Regions from separate parts of the Mus musculus genome. Here all the other regions are linked to region 3. The links are chromatin contacts, called in public promoter capture Hi-C maps. All regions are on one chromosome and are shown on one strand. Each heading gives the region's core, a stretch centred on a gene start, on an enhancer-like site or on the middle of the called end of the contact. The rest is flanking DNA. Distances are from core to core; before and after follow the strand shown. Region 1 holds the start of Mpdu1 (mannose-P-dolichol utilization defect 1). Region 2 holds the start of Slc2a4 (solute carrier family 2 (facilitated glucose transporter), member 4). Region 3 holds the start of Hes7 (hes family bHLH transcription factor 7).

The links. Promoter capture Hi-C pulls out the DNA fragments that hold promoters and counts their contacts.
Region 1: a promoter capture Hi-C map of embryonic stem cells shows a contact between it and region 3, with 4 times the contacts expected there. The contact joins the promoter of Mpdu1 here to the promoter of Hes7 in region 3. A contact is called at or near these places in 11 of 39 promoter capture datasets (the 3T3-L1 cell line, the C10 cell line, the HPC-7 cell line and 7 more), 5 of 484 Hi-C or Micro-C datasets (CD4 T cells, LSK cells, cortical neurons and 1 more), 9 of 115 datasets of contacts at active chromatin or transcription factors (the 230-238 cell line, the NIH/3T3 cell line, astrocytes and 6 more) and 3 of 9 other capture datasets (adipose tissue, liver and macrophages).
Region 2: a promoter capture Hi-C map of neutrophils shows a contact between it and region 3, with 3 times the contacts expected there. The contact joins the promoter of Slc2a4 here to the promoter of Hes7 in region 3. A contact is called at or near these places in 2 of 39 promoter capture datasets (neutrophils and stem cell-derived epiblast-like cells) and 2 of 115 datasets of contacts at active chromatin or transcription factors (kidney and pancreatic cancer cells).

Annotation. Positions count from the first base shown.
Region 1 is chr11:69,659,103-69,663,970 of GRCm38.p6, reverse strand. Mpdu1 (mannose-P-dolichol utilization defect 1) reads left to right here and starts at 1,322. Exons shown (of 7, transcript NM_011900.4): 1 at 1,322-1,502. The coding sequence starts at 1,400. Mir1934 (microRNA 1934) reads right to left here and starts at 928; the gene lies at 846-928.
Region 2 is chr11:69,945,243-69,950,135 of GRCm38.p6, reverse strand. It overlaps Slc2a4 (solute carrier family 2 (facilitated glucose transporter), member 4), which reads left to right and starts at 1,946. Exons shown (of 11, transcript NM_009204.2): 1 at 1,946-2,187; 2 at 3,452-3,568; 3 at 3,678-3,850; 4 at 3,943-4,067; 5 at 4,183-4,298; 6 at 4,411-4,573; 7 at 4,680-4,867. The coding sequence starts at 2,155.
Region 3 is chr11:69,118,238-69,123,070 of GRCm38.p6, reverse strand. Hes7 (hes family bHLH transcription factor 7) reads right to left here and starts at 2,618. Exons shown (of 4, transcript NM_033041.4): 1 at 2,556-2,618; 2 at 1,466-1,561; 3 at 841-928; 4 at 1-528. The coding sequence starts at 2,597. The coding sequence ends at 77. It overlaps n-TGgcc5 (a tRNA gene), which reads left to right and starts at 4,207; the gene lies at 4,207-4,277. It also overlaps 9130213A22Rik.

The DNA.
Region 1 (4,868 bases), core at 73-2,572, 540 kb before region 3:
CTCCCTCTGGGGCCAATGGCTGCCTAGTCCCTTACAGAATGAATCATTCCGACCTGACACCCTGTTGCTGACCCTCGGGGCGCAGCTAGGTACAACACAACTAAAATATGAGTAGGTGGCTGTATTAATTTATTTCAAAAGTGGTGACTGAACAATGAGATTCCATGTGCACTGTGGCCGGGGCTAGTTCACTGAGGAGCCCACTGGTGCAGCCGACTTCTATGAGGCTGTGCTACGAGGAACAACTTCAGGCCTCGCAAACACATCCCCGAGTACCAGAAGGAGAGGGAGCGGTGGCAATTGCAATCTGCCCTTGTCCAGATATAAAAAGGGATTTTTCAGACAGCCACCCACTGTACCAAAGTATAAATTCTACTGTTTATAGTAGGACATGGTTCAACGGATGGGAGCCAAGGATGGGTGCCTTTCCAATTTAACAGTCCCATGAGGTTACAGAAATTCTTGGACCAGAGCCCCCACACAGCAGAGGTACATGTGACATTATGCCCTGACCAGCAACTACATTCCCCTCACCCCCAAAAACAAGGAACTGAGAAACAGTTTAGGAATGCCCTACAGCCTGAACCAAGAGTAGGTGTCCTGGCAGTGTGGTGGAATGTAGATGGCTCTCTTCGCCTAACCCTAGGGGCCCTTTCCCAGACAAATACTGGAATTTTGCTCGCACCCTCTGGGTTCCCACCTAGACACAGCAGACTGAGGTCCCCTGTTGTGTCAGGGGTTGCTCTCCTGCAGCGGAGCTCGCCCCTTACGGATGGCTGTGAGCCACCATGTGGTTGCTGGGATTTGAACTCAGTACCTTTGGAAGAGCAATCGGCGCTCTTAACCGCTGAGCCATCTCACCAGCCCCACCGTCATCCTCTTAACATCTGGACAGAGGACGAAGCAGGGGACCAGAAAGAAGGCCCAGCTCGGAATGGCTCTTTTGCGGCTCTATTCCCTCTGGAGAAACCAAGAGGAAAGATAAAGAGAGCTGCAGTGCTTCTGCTAGCGCCATTTTGAAGACTCGAACTCTTTTCCCTTTCAACTTCAAACACTATCAAGTTGGCCGAGATTAGACAAGATGGCGTACATGCAGGGGGGACAGGGCGAGGGGGCAGCATGGACCTTGCTTTCAGAACAAGAGCGTAAACAAAAGTGAGGAAGTCCTAACAGCGCAGGCGCCAAACGCGGACACGCTTTAAAATTCGAACGTCAAGGCGCGCACAAAAGCCTGCCTGGGAAGGAGACCTGTGTCCCCTAGAGGAGGCGGGCGAGCATCACGGAGAGGGAAGAGCAGCCCTGGCCTCGGGGACAGCAGGGCGGGGTGTGCGCGGCGCGCATGCGCGGCGCGGATAAATGGCGGGGGTTGTCCCGCCTGGCGGAAGCTTAGCTTTCCAACATGGCGGGGGAGGCCGACGGGCCGTTCAAAGGGCTGCTGGTGCCAATTCTTTTACCTGAGAAATGTTACGACCAGCTCTTCGTGCAATGGGACTTGCTTCATGGTGAGTTTTATTTCAGCCTTCAAGGTCTAGCTGGAGCAGCCTTGAACCGTAAGTTGGCGTGACAGTGGCGATTAATGTCACCGCGAAGCTGGGCAGAAGGCGGTTCTGACGAGGGCGGAAGTGTTTGGGGCCCTGCATAGGAAAAGTGCCATATTTGGGCATGAAGGGGTGTCTCCCGAAAAAAAGTTAAATTTGTGTTTTACAATCTCGGAAGTCTGTACCCAACCCTCATCCCTTTCTGGGCTGGGAGTCGAACTCAGGGCGGCATGTGCTACTCTGCTAACCAGGCTCTAGCCCCAGGCTGGAAAACTCGGAGCTTTTTTGTCGTACCCCCCCCCCCCCCCCCGACAGGGTATAGCTCTGGCTGACCTGGAACTCGCTCTGTAGACCAGGCTGGCCTCGAACTCAGAAATCCACCTGACTCTGTCTCCCAAATGCTGGGATTAAAGGTGTGTGCCACCAATCCTCGGCGGAAAACTCGTATTTTATAAAACAAAATTAAAACCCCAGCCAGGCATGTAGGCCTCCTTTCGCCCCAAGCACTCAACTGACAGAGGCTCACAAATTTTTTTTTTTATCCCCTCTCTCCAGCACCAGCTTCTGGAATTTACTATGTGGCACAGACTGCCCTTGAACTGGCAACAGTCCTCCTGCCTCAGTCACTAGAGTGTTGGGAGTATAGCACTTTTCCTTTCCTTTTTCTTTACAAAGGCCTTTGATAAGCCTTCTCCATCTCTCTATTCTAAGTGACTTTTGGCTTACAATAGTCAAGACGCCTTCCTGGGCCAAATGCCCACCAGGTCAAAGATTCAGTGGTAGAGAGATTGCCAGGATCAGGGTTTTGTAGGCAGCAGCTCAGCTCACTCGCTGCAATCTATTGAAAATCAGCCCTGGACACAGGGTTTGAAAGAAAAATGTTTTTTAAAAAAAATTAGAGAAATTGCCAGGAACTGTGGCCCACACCTTTAATCCCAGCCCTTGGGAGGGACCCAGAGGCGGGAGTTCAAGGACAGCCTAGGCAACTGGATGAGTTCCAATACAACCAGGGCTGGCTACACAGAGCAGCCTTGTCTGGAAAAACCAAGATAAGAAGTAAATGATAGGGGCTGGAGAGATGGCTCAGTGGTTAAGAGCACTGACTGCTCTCCCAGAGGTTCTGAGTTTAATTCCCAGCAACCACATGGTGGCCTACAACCATCTGTAATGGGATCCAATGCCCTCTTCTGGTGTGTCTGAAGATAGATAGCTACAATGTACTCACACACATAAAGTAAATAAATAAATAAATCTTTAAAAAAAAGAAGTAAATGATAGAGATAGTGGAAGAACAAGGATAAATGTCCTGGAAGAGTGGGGACAACCTGAAGGTTCAGGAATGTATGAATGTGGGAATGGGGTGGGGGGGGAGAGAAAAGAGTCAGGGAACGCCTGTGGGACTGGAGGGGTGGCTTGCAAGGCTGGCAACCTGGGTACAATTCCCGGAACCCACAGAAAGGCAAAAAGGGAGAACTGGCTCCTCAAAGTCTCTGACCTGAACACATGCACCTATGTGCTCACACACAAAATAGGGTTGTTTTATTTTTTATTTATTTTTTAATATTTATTTATTATTATACATAAGTACACCGTAGCTGACTTCAGACACACCAAAAGAGGGCGTCAGATCTCATTATGGGTGGTTGTGAGCCACCATGTGGTTGCTGGGATTTGAACTCAGGACCTTCAGAAGAGCAGTCAGCTCTCTTACCCACTAAGCCATCTCGCCAGCCAGGGTTGTTTTGAAATGTAGATTTTTTTTTTTTATGTGTGTCTTTTCACTTGTATATGTGTGTGTATATGTATACTATACATGACTGCAAGGGCCTGAAGATGCCACTGGAGCTGGAGCTACGGGCATTTGTGAGTCACTGGAGAAGGATGCTAAAAATTGAATTCAGATCTTCTCTGCAAGAGCAGAGATGTGCTCTTAACCACTAAGTCATCTTTCCAGTCCCAAATGTTTAAAATGTATTTCTGTTGTGGTATTCCCTTATATACACTCAGGTCAACAGAGTTGGCAGCAGAGCCATCTTGTTGGCCTAATGATTTCTTTAAAGATTTATTTTTGTTTTATGTACACTGGTGTTTTGCCTGAATGTATGTATGAATGAGGGTGTCAGATCTCCTCGAAATAGAGTTAAGAGTTGTGAACTCCATGTGGGTGTCAGGAATTAAACCCAGGTCCTCTGGAAGAACAGTCAGTACTCGTAAACACTGAGCCATATCTCCAGCCTTTTTAATAGTTTCTCTATATCACCCTGGCTGGCCTGAACTCACTATGTAGACCAGGCTGGCTTTGAACTCACATAGCTGTCCTTCGATCCCAAGTGCTAAGATTAAATGTTTTTGCCACCACACCTGACAATAGTTTTTAAGTATTTGAGATAGGGTCTCACTGTGTAATTCTGGCTGGCTTTGAACTCAGAGATGATTAAATAAGACTAAAAGCCTGAACTACAACACACATCCCTTATGACTTTTTAAATTTTTTTTCAGCCAGGCGTGGTGGCACACGCCTTTAATCCCAGCACTCGGGAGGCAGAGGCAGGCGGATTTCTGAGTTCGAGGCCAGCCTGGTCTACAAAGTGAGTTCCAGGACAGCCAGGGCTAGAGAAACCCTGTCTCGAAAAACAAAAAAAAAAAACAGAAACAAAAACAAAAAAAGATTTCATTTTTAATTAATTTATTATGTGTAAATACATTGTAGCAGTCTTCAGACATCCCAGAAGAGGACATCAGATCTCATTAAAGATGGTTGTGAGCCATCATGTGGTTGCTAGGATTTGAACTCATGACCTTTGGAAGAGCAGTTGGTGCTCTTAACCTCTGAGCCATCTCTCCATTTTTAAAAGACATACTTTCTTAGTGCTTTTTTTTTTTTTTTGACAGGGTTTCTGTGTAGCCCTGGCTGTCCTGGAACTCACTCTGTAGAACCAGGCTGACCTCGAGAACTCAGAGAACTCAGAAATCCGCCTGCCTCTGCCTCCCGAGTGCGTCACCACGCCCGGCCTTAGTGCATTTTTGTTAGTACAGTTTATTAGGGGGGCCATGCATGGAAGTTCTGGAGTTGTTTCTGTCCGTCTACCACGTGGCTCCTGGGTTAATGAGGGATAAAAGTTAGCTTTTTAGTTACACAGGCATTGCTTAAGAATTCCCTGACCCTACTCTCCTCAGGAACTGGATGGCCTACTTCAAATGCTCCTCCTTCCAAAGACAAGTGCCCACACCATACATTTCAGAACCTTCTGGTTATCCTGGTCCTTCTGAAGGGGACAACCCTACTCTTTGCAGCCCTCAAAACTATTTTAGACGTGTATTTATAGGGAA
Region 2 (4,893 bases), core at 697-3,196, 830 kb before region 3:
CAACACTCTGGGTAGAACAGCAACTTCGAGGCCAGTGTGTAATATATAGTGAGTTCCACGTCAGTTTCAGGTACTGCAAGACTGTCTCAAAAACAAAACAAAAGGGATGTGCTTTGAAAATTGTAATCTACCCTCCTGTTTTTGTTGTGTTCGGCTTAGGTGTTTTGTTTTGTTTTGAAACCTTGGCTGTTCTGGAACTCACTCTGTAAACCAGGCTGGCCTTGGGGTTAGAGATGTGCCCCACCACCCCTGGACATTCTTCTCTCTTTTTATTTTTAATTATTTTTTTAAAGATTTATTTATTTATTATATGTAAGTACACTGTAGCTGTCTTCAGACACTCCAGAAGAGGGAGTCAGATCTCGTTACGGATGGTTGTGAACCACCATGTGGTTGCTGGGATTTGAACTCTGGACCTTTGGAAGAGCAGTCAGATGCTCTTACCCACTGAGCCATCTCACCAGCCCCTAATTATTATTTTTTATGTGAATGGGCATTTTGCCTGCATATATGTCTGTGTACCACATGTGTACCTGGGGCCAGTGGAAGCCAGAAAAGGGTGTTGGAGCCCCTGGAACTGAAGTTACAGATGGTTGTAGCTTCCACATGTGTGCTGGGAATCAAACCTGATTCTGGAAGAGCAGTCAATGCTTTTATCTGCTGAGCCATCTTTCTTGCCCCTCCACCCTCCTCTTCAGGGAAGAGGAGAAGCAAGAAAAGCAGTCATGACAGGATAGTCCAGAATAAAGTGGTAGTGGTACGGATGAAGAAAACCAATGTGCAAGAGAAGTCAAAACACCAACATTGAGAAGACACCATGAAAGTGACTGGTTAGCTCCTTGGGAAAAGGAACTTGAAGGAGGTCCATACTTGTACGTGTTCGTCATATAAACGGTACCATTCTGGCGGCAGCTAGACTCAGGTCTGGCGTTCCATAGAGGGCTGGGTTGTAGGTTATTGAGCTCTCAGGGGAAGGGTTAATAGAAGAGAGCCACCCCAGAAGTTAGCTACCCTGGTGCAATCCACTAAGGTTCCTCGCTCTCCCTCTAGGTGGCGCCAGAAGCCTTGCACTTCTCTTGGGCCTTTTTCTGAATTGAGCTCTCTCTCCACATTCTTCGCCAGCTCTCTCCCTGGACGTGCTTAGGTCGTGCCCTCTCAGCTGTAGACCCAAAACAGTAGCTGACTCTGGAAAGCTTGTCGCCCACGCGGCCAGCACATGCCTGGAGGCTCAGGGACTTCAGGGAGGGTGGTGTGACTGGCGTGAGCACCTGTCCCTTGGGTCCCCTCCAAGAACCAGTGTAGAGACTATGTGGAGGGGATGGGCCAGTAGGCAGCGCGCCGCCCAGAGATGCGTGGAAAGAAAGGACGATCAGGCATGGTCTCCAGATACACTAGGAACGGAAGTTATTGGTCCCTTGGATCATCTCCTCGTGGGAAGCGTGTCGCGGACCCTTTAAGGCTCCATCTCCTTTGCCCTCCCCCGCCTGGGACAGGCTGGGACACCCGGGACCTGACATTTGGCGGAGCCTAACGTGGGAACTAAAAATAGCCACTCCGGGTTACTTCGGGGCATACACACATACACACACACACACACACACACACACGCGGGCTCTATGTCATCCTGCTGGAGTTACCCCGTACCCTGGCAAGTACATGTAGCCCATACCCTCCTCTTCGACCTTTCAGGGGGACCAGCTGCACTCAATTCTTTCAGAAATTTCGCAGTCCAAGATTTTGGATGGCGGGAAGAGCCTTTTGTTCCAAGGACCCTACTTTGAAAACTCAGAAGCAGGCGGGAACCTTAGGGGCGTGTCTCCCCAGCCAGCACTAGGGCTAGGGGTGGGGGCGTGGCCTTTTGGGGTGTGCGGGCTCCTGGCCAATGGGTGTTGTGAAGGGCGTGTCCTATGGCGGGGCGGGAGTGGGGAGGTGGCTTCAGCTCTCCGCATCTTTCCCCCTCAAGCGGGTCTCACTAGATCCCGGAGAGCCTTGGTGCTCTCCGGTTCCGTGGGTTGTGGCAGTGAGTCCCACCAGACCCGCCCTTTGCACACGGCTTCCGAACGCCGGGGTCTCGTGCCGGCCAGGCCCGGACCCTATACCCTATTCATTTTTTTCTTATTGCAGCGCCTGAGTCTTTTCTTCTTTTAAAACAAGATGCCGTCGGGTTTCCAGCAGATCGGCTCTGACGTAAGGTTCAGCATACCGGGGCGAATTGGGAAATCTGGTCCAGTTTTTCTTGGGCTGAGTTTGGGGTTGGGGTCAGCTAGGAGGCGGTTCTTGCGCAGGCGCAGGGGTTGGAGATGGGGGGCTGGCTATTTATATTCAGCCTAGACAACCCGTGACTGTCAAATTCCAATCCCGCCAAGAGACAGAGTGGGTCCGAGAGACTCTTTACGCGCCCAGGCTGAGAGACTGGATTCTCGGGAATCCAGAACTTGTCTCCTAGCCTACTGTGCACTGCATGGGGTGACACTCTGCCCACGACTCTATTTGGAATGGTAGATCCAGAGTCTCGCCTTCCCTTCCCGGAGCTGTTCAGATTTACGGTGTTTCTAGGACCCGAGCACTTCGGGGGCCCCACCCCCACTGCTGGCTGTCTTCCAGGAGGCTGAACTTTCTCTCGGCCTTGCGGTGGGTGGAGGGGCAGAGGGGAGTGTCAGCCCCCCCCCCCAGCTCAGGTTTCCTCTTGGAGACAGACTGTGCCGCCAGCAGTAGCCACCACTGCCACCGCCCCTCACACCACTCACTACCATCCCTCCTCTTCCCCTGGGCATGGCTCTCTCTCCCTGCTAAAATCCCCCCTCACATCCCCGAGTACTTGGTCCCAGTTTAGGAGCTGAGGGTTGGCTAGGCCTAGACCTAAAAGGCTACCCCAAAGCAATGACCCAGACGCCCTTTCTGGACTAGCCATTCTTGGGCCTGTTTACGGCCTACTGGAGCAAGCTGAGAGAACTTCCAGAAGGAAGAGACAAGGGCTAGAGGTGATGTTAAAACATTATTTATATTAGTTTATAAAACAGGCACTGTCTGGGATACTGTTATAGTTGATTTTGATTTTTCAAGTGTTTTCACAGACTGACAGGTAGCCGAGGGAGGCAATATCACCTGACAGAAGAGGAAATCCAGGTTCAGTTTAGAGTGGGGAAGTGACTTACCCAAGGTCACACAAGTCTTGAGTCTGTCTCAAGGTCACAGGGGAATTTTGAGGTCCAGATCCTCAAACTTTTGCCTGTGGTGTGGACACAGAGATCGGTTTTTTCCTACATGCCCAGGTTCCTGTGGCGTTCTGTTTACAGTGAGATCTTTGTACAATTCCTAATATGGCCCACTTTCTCTCATCCAGTATGTTGGATGGAGCCCAGAATCTTCATGCTGCAGCTAGGCCTGGGCCCCTGAAGGAAGTCAAACATGACTCTACATGACATACCTTCCTTTGTTTCTGTCTGTCCAGGATGGGGAACCCCCTCGGCAGCGAGTGACTGGAACACTGGTCCTAGCTGTATTCTCAGCTGTGCTTGGCTCCCTTCAGTTTGGCTATAACATTGGGGTTATCAATGCCCCACAGAAGGTGAGTGACCTACCAGCTGTTGGGGTGTGGTGGGCGGGGTATATCAGGCAGTGGAAAGAGAAAGGTCTCTAGAGTTACTCCCATATTCCCCCCCCTCCCTCGCAACCAGGTGATTGAACAGAGCTACAATGCAACGTGGCTGGGTAGGCAAGGTCCTGGGGGACCGGATTCCATCCCACAAGGCACCCTCACTACGCTCTGGGCTCTCTCCGTGGCCATCTTCTCTGTGGGTGGCATGATCTCTTCCTTTCTCATTGGCATCATTTCTCAATGGTTGGGAAGGTATGGAGCTGGAGGGCAGAGGAGGGGAGGAGTAGGACGGAGGGCCACAGCATGGGTGTCGTGACCAGCCCTCCTCTCTGTGTGCCTGCCAGGAAAAGGGCTATGCTGGCCAACAATGTCTTGGCCGTGTTGGGGGGCGCCCTCATGGGCCTAGCCAATGCCGCGGCCTCCTATGAGATACTCATTCTTGGACGGTTCCTCATTGGCGCCTACTCAGGTACCCACAGGTGCTATGGCTCTACTCTGTGCCTCTGCTCTCCTTAATGTATGTGTATGAGCTTCTATATGGAATATGCAGCTATCCTCGGCTCTCTCTTCTTCCTTCTGCCCAGGGCTAACATCAGGGCTGGTGCCCATGTATGTGGGAGAAATCGCCCCCACTCATCTTCGGGGTGCCTTGGGAACACTCAACCAACTGGCCATCGTCATTGGCATTCTGGTTGCCCAGGTAAAAAGACCTGGCTTTGTGGGGAGCTGGAGTAGGAGTTGGAGAGGACGCCTGCATTTGGGCTGGAAGGAAGAGCAAAGTCACTTTTCCTCTTTCCTGTCTTTTCCTACAGGTGCTGGGCTTGGAGTCTATGCTGGGCACAGCTACCCTGTGGCCACTGCTTCTGGCTCTCACAGTACTCCCTGCTCTCCTGCAGCTGATTCTGCTGCCCTTCTGTCCTGAGAGCCCCAGATACCTCTACATCATCCGGAACCTGGAGGGGCCTGCCCGAAAGAGTGAGCCCTCACCTTGTATCTAGCCCAGGCTCATACCTCCACCCCATCTTGCTAGTAACCGGGCCTCCTCTCGGGTTCCCTAAAGCCTGACATTCCCCTCCCCCAGGTCTAAAGCGCCTGACCGGCTGGGCTGATGTGTCTGACGCACTAGCTGAGCTGAAGGATGAGAAACGGAAGTTGGAGAGAGAGCGTCCAATGTCCTTGCTCCAGCTCCTGGGCAGCCGCACCCACCGGCAGCCTCTGATCATCGCAGTGGTGCTGCAGCTGAGCCAACAGCTCTCAGGCATCAATGCTGTACGTAGAGAGGCCCAGGCAGAGCA
Region 3 (4,833 bases), core at 1,369-3,868:
CTCGCCCGGATCCCTCTCCTGCCCTCTGACTGGAGTCTCTACACCACCCCCAATCCCCGCCCCAGCCCCCAAAAGCTCAGGGCCAAGGTCTCCAAAACGCGGGCGGTGGGAGTGACGGGGCCTTGGGCGCCCCGTCTTGTCTGTAAGGCGGTGGCGGTGGCGGCAGCAGTCCGGTGAGGGGCGCCGGCGCGCCCGAATCCCCGGCGCGAGAGGAGCAGTGGGATGGGGACCAAGCGAGGCGGGGACTAGGAGGGCCCTGGTGCACTGGGGGGCGCTGGTGCAGCGCGGGGCCAAGGATTGGTGAAGCGGGGTCCAGCGGTGGGCGCGGCGCTGGGAGCCCTGGATCTACGGCCTCGGGCCGGGGCGGTTTGGGGCGCCGGTAGCCGTGCAGCGCGGAGAAAAGCTGGGAGCGTGCGGCCGGGCTGGCGTCGTGCGCAAAGGCCGCCAAGCGAAGCAGGCACTCGCGGAAGCCGGACAAGTAGCAGCTGGCGAGCGCCTCGGCGTCCTGGCCTGGGGACCGGGGAACCCCTGGTGCGGCCGGCGGGAGGACAGGCGGGCAGGGCAGGGGCCCAACGGGGTTGAGGGAAGGGGCGGGGCGCAGAGATACCGAGGTCAGACGGGCGCACAGACAGAGACAGGAGGCCGGATGGACGTGCAGAGGAGGGCAATGAGGGAGACACAGAGACAGACACGCGCGGGTGTTATTAACCTCGCCATGGTGCACAGCTGGCCGCTCCCCCAAGTCCCAGGCCACCTCAGAGCCCGCCCCTCCCCCGGCCGGAGCCTTCCGGGCTCCCACCCTCCCAGCCTCCCTCCGCTGCCCCACCCCCCGCGCTGTACCCGGGGGCTCCACCCGGCTTCGCTCCCTCAAGTAGCCCACGGCGAACTCCAGTATCTCCGCTTTCTCCAGCTTCGGGTTCCGGAGGTTCTACAGACGGGGGGAGGGGCGCAGAGACAGAAAGGGGTGGGGAGAGAGGGGGAAAGTGGCTAGGGGAAGAAGGGAGGGGCGGATACGGGAGCTGCGGGTGCCCCCATGACTCGCGACCGAATGTGGAGATGGCCAAGAAAAGTTCCCGTCCCACCCCGAGATGAGCCTGTCCAACCTGAGGGAGTGGAACCAGTTCCCAATATGAGAGGTGTACGAAACAGCAACCCGGATGGTGAAAACCACCGCAGAACTGAAGCCCATTGATCAGGCGTGGGAGGTAGATAAGGAATTTTAGAAAACCCCAAGTGGGAAACTGACGCAGGCTGGAAGCTCAGTTTACCGAGCCAGACTGGAAACTTACAGACCAGCAAGGTGGAGAAGAGCAAGTTCTGAGAGCGAGAGGGGGTCTGGGATGGGATTTCAAGGAGCAGGCTTGGGTCCAGAGTCACCACTCCAGCTTATGTCCCCACCCCAGTAGAAAGCTCTGGGACACAGGTACAGAATGCTTAGGGGCCTGGGGCCAGCGGTGGAACTGACCTGGTCCCTGGTCCTCTCCAGGAGCAGCAGCCTCAGCTCTTCTAGGCTGCGGTTGATGCGGTCCCGGCGCCGCTTCTCCACCAACGGCTTCAGCATCTGTGACCAGCGGGAAAGGAAGAGCGGGCCGACCGGACCGAGACTCAGCGCCGCCGCGCAAGCGTCCGATCCTGCCGCTGGGAAAACCCCCCATGCGCCCCTTTCCCCTAATCCCAGGCTGCTTGGGTCTGGTCCATTCGTTTCCCTCTCACTCCCTGCTACTTCCCAGTCCCTTGGGTCGCTTTCCGTGGCTCGCCCACTTCTCCCTGCCCTTTCTGTGTTCAGCTTTCTCCTCTCTTCTCCCCTCTATGGCACTCTTCTTTTCTCTTTATATCTCTATCTTGTGTCGTCTCCCTCTCAGTGTATCACTGAAGAACTTTAGGGCCACTCTTTGCCCCCAGGCTAGTGAGCCGCGCGATAGAGACCTAAGGTGAAAGGCAGACACACAGTGCGACCACACCTCCTCTTCTCACTCAAACCCTTCACTCGTTCTCCTAATATCTCTCACCTGGCCTCGCACCTCCGGAACCAACGACTCAAAGGTCTTCTCTTTGAGTCAGATGTGGGTTCCCAGGCGCTTACAGACAGCGTCCATAGCCTTTCCTCTATTTTTGTTTCCACCCTCCTCCACCAGCTATGGCCTCTAGCTTATCTCATGTTATAGTATAGCTTCGTGGGGTTTTGTTTGTTTGTTTTATTTTGGTTTGGTTTTTGTTTGTTTGTTTGTTTGTTTTTTCGGTAGGGGTGCACTCTGTGGCCTCGAACTTGCGATAATCCACCTGCCCCAGCTTCCCGAGCCCTAGAATAGGCCACGATGCCCAAATTCTGGCACTTTCCTAGCCACAAGCCTTAGCCCACAATAATGCAAACCCCTAGACCTCCGCTTCCGCAGCCCGCGCAAGTTGGGCTCTGACCCTGCCCTCTTTATACTTTACAGGTTCTTTCGGTCTTTTCACTCTTGTGTCTCCATCCTCATTCCTAGCCCACAGAGTTAGAACCTTTAAGTCCTCTGGCCTGAACAGGGACCCTATTTCCCTCCCTTCCCACCTCTCACCTTGGGGCCGTCCCTATTCTCAGCTCGCTCCCGGGTGACCATTGCTCCTCCGGACCCTTCGGTGGACTCAGCGCGTGCTGCCTAGATCCTTATATCCCGCCGCTGCAGGGTAGGAGGGCTAGGGCCCGGCCCCGCCCCCTTCAGCCCCTAGATGCCCAGCTCAAGGACCCCGGCACGAGGCTCCCGGAAAGGCAGGGAGTGAAGGGGGAGGGGAAGGGGAGGAACTAGCCCCAAATGTGGGAAGTGAGGGGAGGAAGGGGCCACAGGCTGGTTTAAGGACCATAAAGCTGTATAATAAGGCGGGACCCAACTGGAGGGAGGAGATTATTAGGGGAAGAGAGTCTAAGTGAACTGGGAAGAAATCACTTAGGCATGAAATTTGGGGGTCTCCTAGACTAGTAGATTTCTTGGAGGTTCACTATAGCCCCACCAACCCTGAAATAAATGTTGGCATGCTTCTGCCTCCAGGCTGAATATTATAATCTTCTCCCAACCCCTAAAGGTGCAGAGCAGATCTACCGGATTCTACTGGCTGGCTGTGGGAAAAGACGGCGCCGTTGTATCTGTCTCTTCTACTCAATTCCCACAATAACTCCAGTACTTATCCCTGCAGACGTAGTAATAAGGAGAATCTGCCGCCAAACTGACTCTATAGATACTGTGACTTGAGTCCCCGGGAACAGATTTTCCTAAGGATGGCTGGACTAAGGGAGGACAAAGGAAACTTCTAGGGGGAAAAAAATCCTTGAAGTATACGTGAGTGAAGAAATCTTTCCATTCACTACCCTTGATCTTAGTTAGCCAAGAGGCCGAGAAGCGATACCTTTCCGTTTACAAGAACTTGGTTTAAAACTAAATTCAGGAGTACAGCTGGCAGGAAAACATAGAGTGCACCAGTTGGTGGGCGCTCTGGAGGCCTCTAGGGACTGTAGGGGAGCAGGGAGACGTGAGATTTGCTAAAGGGACAAGAAAGGTTTGGTTGCAAAATGGGATCTTCACCCACCTCAAACAAAGAGCATGACCTCTCAGAAGGATGGATATGTCAACACCTGGAGACTTCAGGGCGAAGTGCCTGAGAAGGTAAAATCGAAATTTAACACGACAAGAAGGCCTGGGGAAAGGACATAATAAAGACAGGGCTACAAACCGAGCCAGAAGATAGCTGTGGAGTCAGAGACAAAGTGGAACCCCTTCCCAGAGGCCCTCCACATCCTGAGAGGGTTTTCTGGCAAGAGGCTGCCTTGCCAAAGGCAGAGCAGGAGGGGCCCGGTACTTGAGAAAGGAGGCACCCATTTGGGGTTAGGGCCCTCAGTACATCCCACCTTCCCCTACTTCAGCCAAATGGAAGCACAGATGTGTGGTCCCAGCAGGCCCCACCGCCCCCCTCCTTGGGAACCAGGATTGGGGTTGAGTTTTTCTCACCTGCACGTGAGGCTCGGGGCCTGAGGCAGTTTGCACCCGGGTGTGGGGCCGCCCCTGGCCATATGGAATGACTTTATGGCCCGGTGGCCGGATCCAACGGAGAGAAAAAAATGGCCTGACGCTCCACCCACCTCAATGATTCTCTACAACCTTTTCCCACACCTAGAAGTAGGATTGGATCTGCCTCTGAGAAGTTCACATAGGCTTATTATGACCTCTCTCCTTGTCTGCATTGGTGGTTCAGTGGTAGAATTCTCGCCTGCCACGCGGGAGGCCCGGGTTCGATTCCCGGCCAATGCACAGTTCTAGCTTTTTTCTTTTTTTTTTTTTCCGTCTACCTCAACTAGGAAAAAGTTAAATTGACAGCACATCAAGCAAGTATTATTCTTGCGCTTTAACATTTTAACCAAAACTGATATGTAGTGTTTTGTTTCTGTGGCCGGCTTGGACGTTCCAAAATTATTCTCTGACTCCGCAGGTCCTCACAATCTACCCCTAACCCTCGGGAGTTCTGGCTGCCTCGACACACATCTTTGTCCACACTCCCTGAGGCGCAACCCTGAGAAAGGACACGGAGCTGGGATCACTGCCCAAGAGTTCTCTCCTTCCTCAGCAGGGGAGGGCCAGGTCTTCCAGGTCTTTCCCTCTTCCTCTCTCTCCCTTTCATTTTCTGTTCTCTGAAGCACCTTTTCCCCATATTCAGTCCTGGGCATTCCAGTTTTCCGGTTTTACTGGTCCCTGAGCACTTCCAGCGACTCCATCTCTCTGATAGTTTTTTCAGGTCTCTCGGAGACTTCTGCTGGGGTCTCTCCGGGTCTAGAGTGTACTTTCCGGCTTCTGAGTCTCACATCCTTCT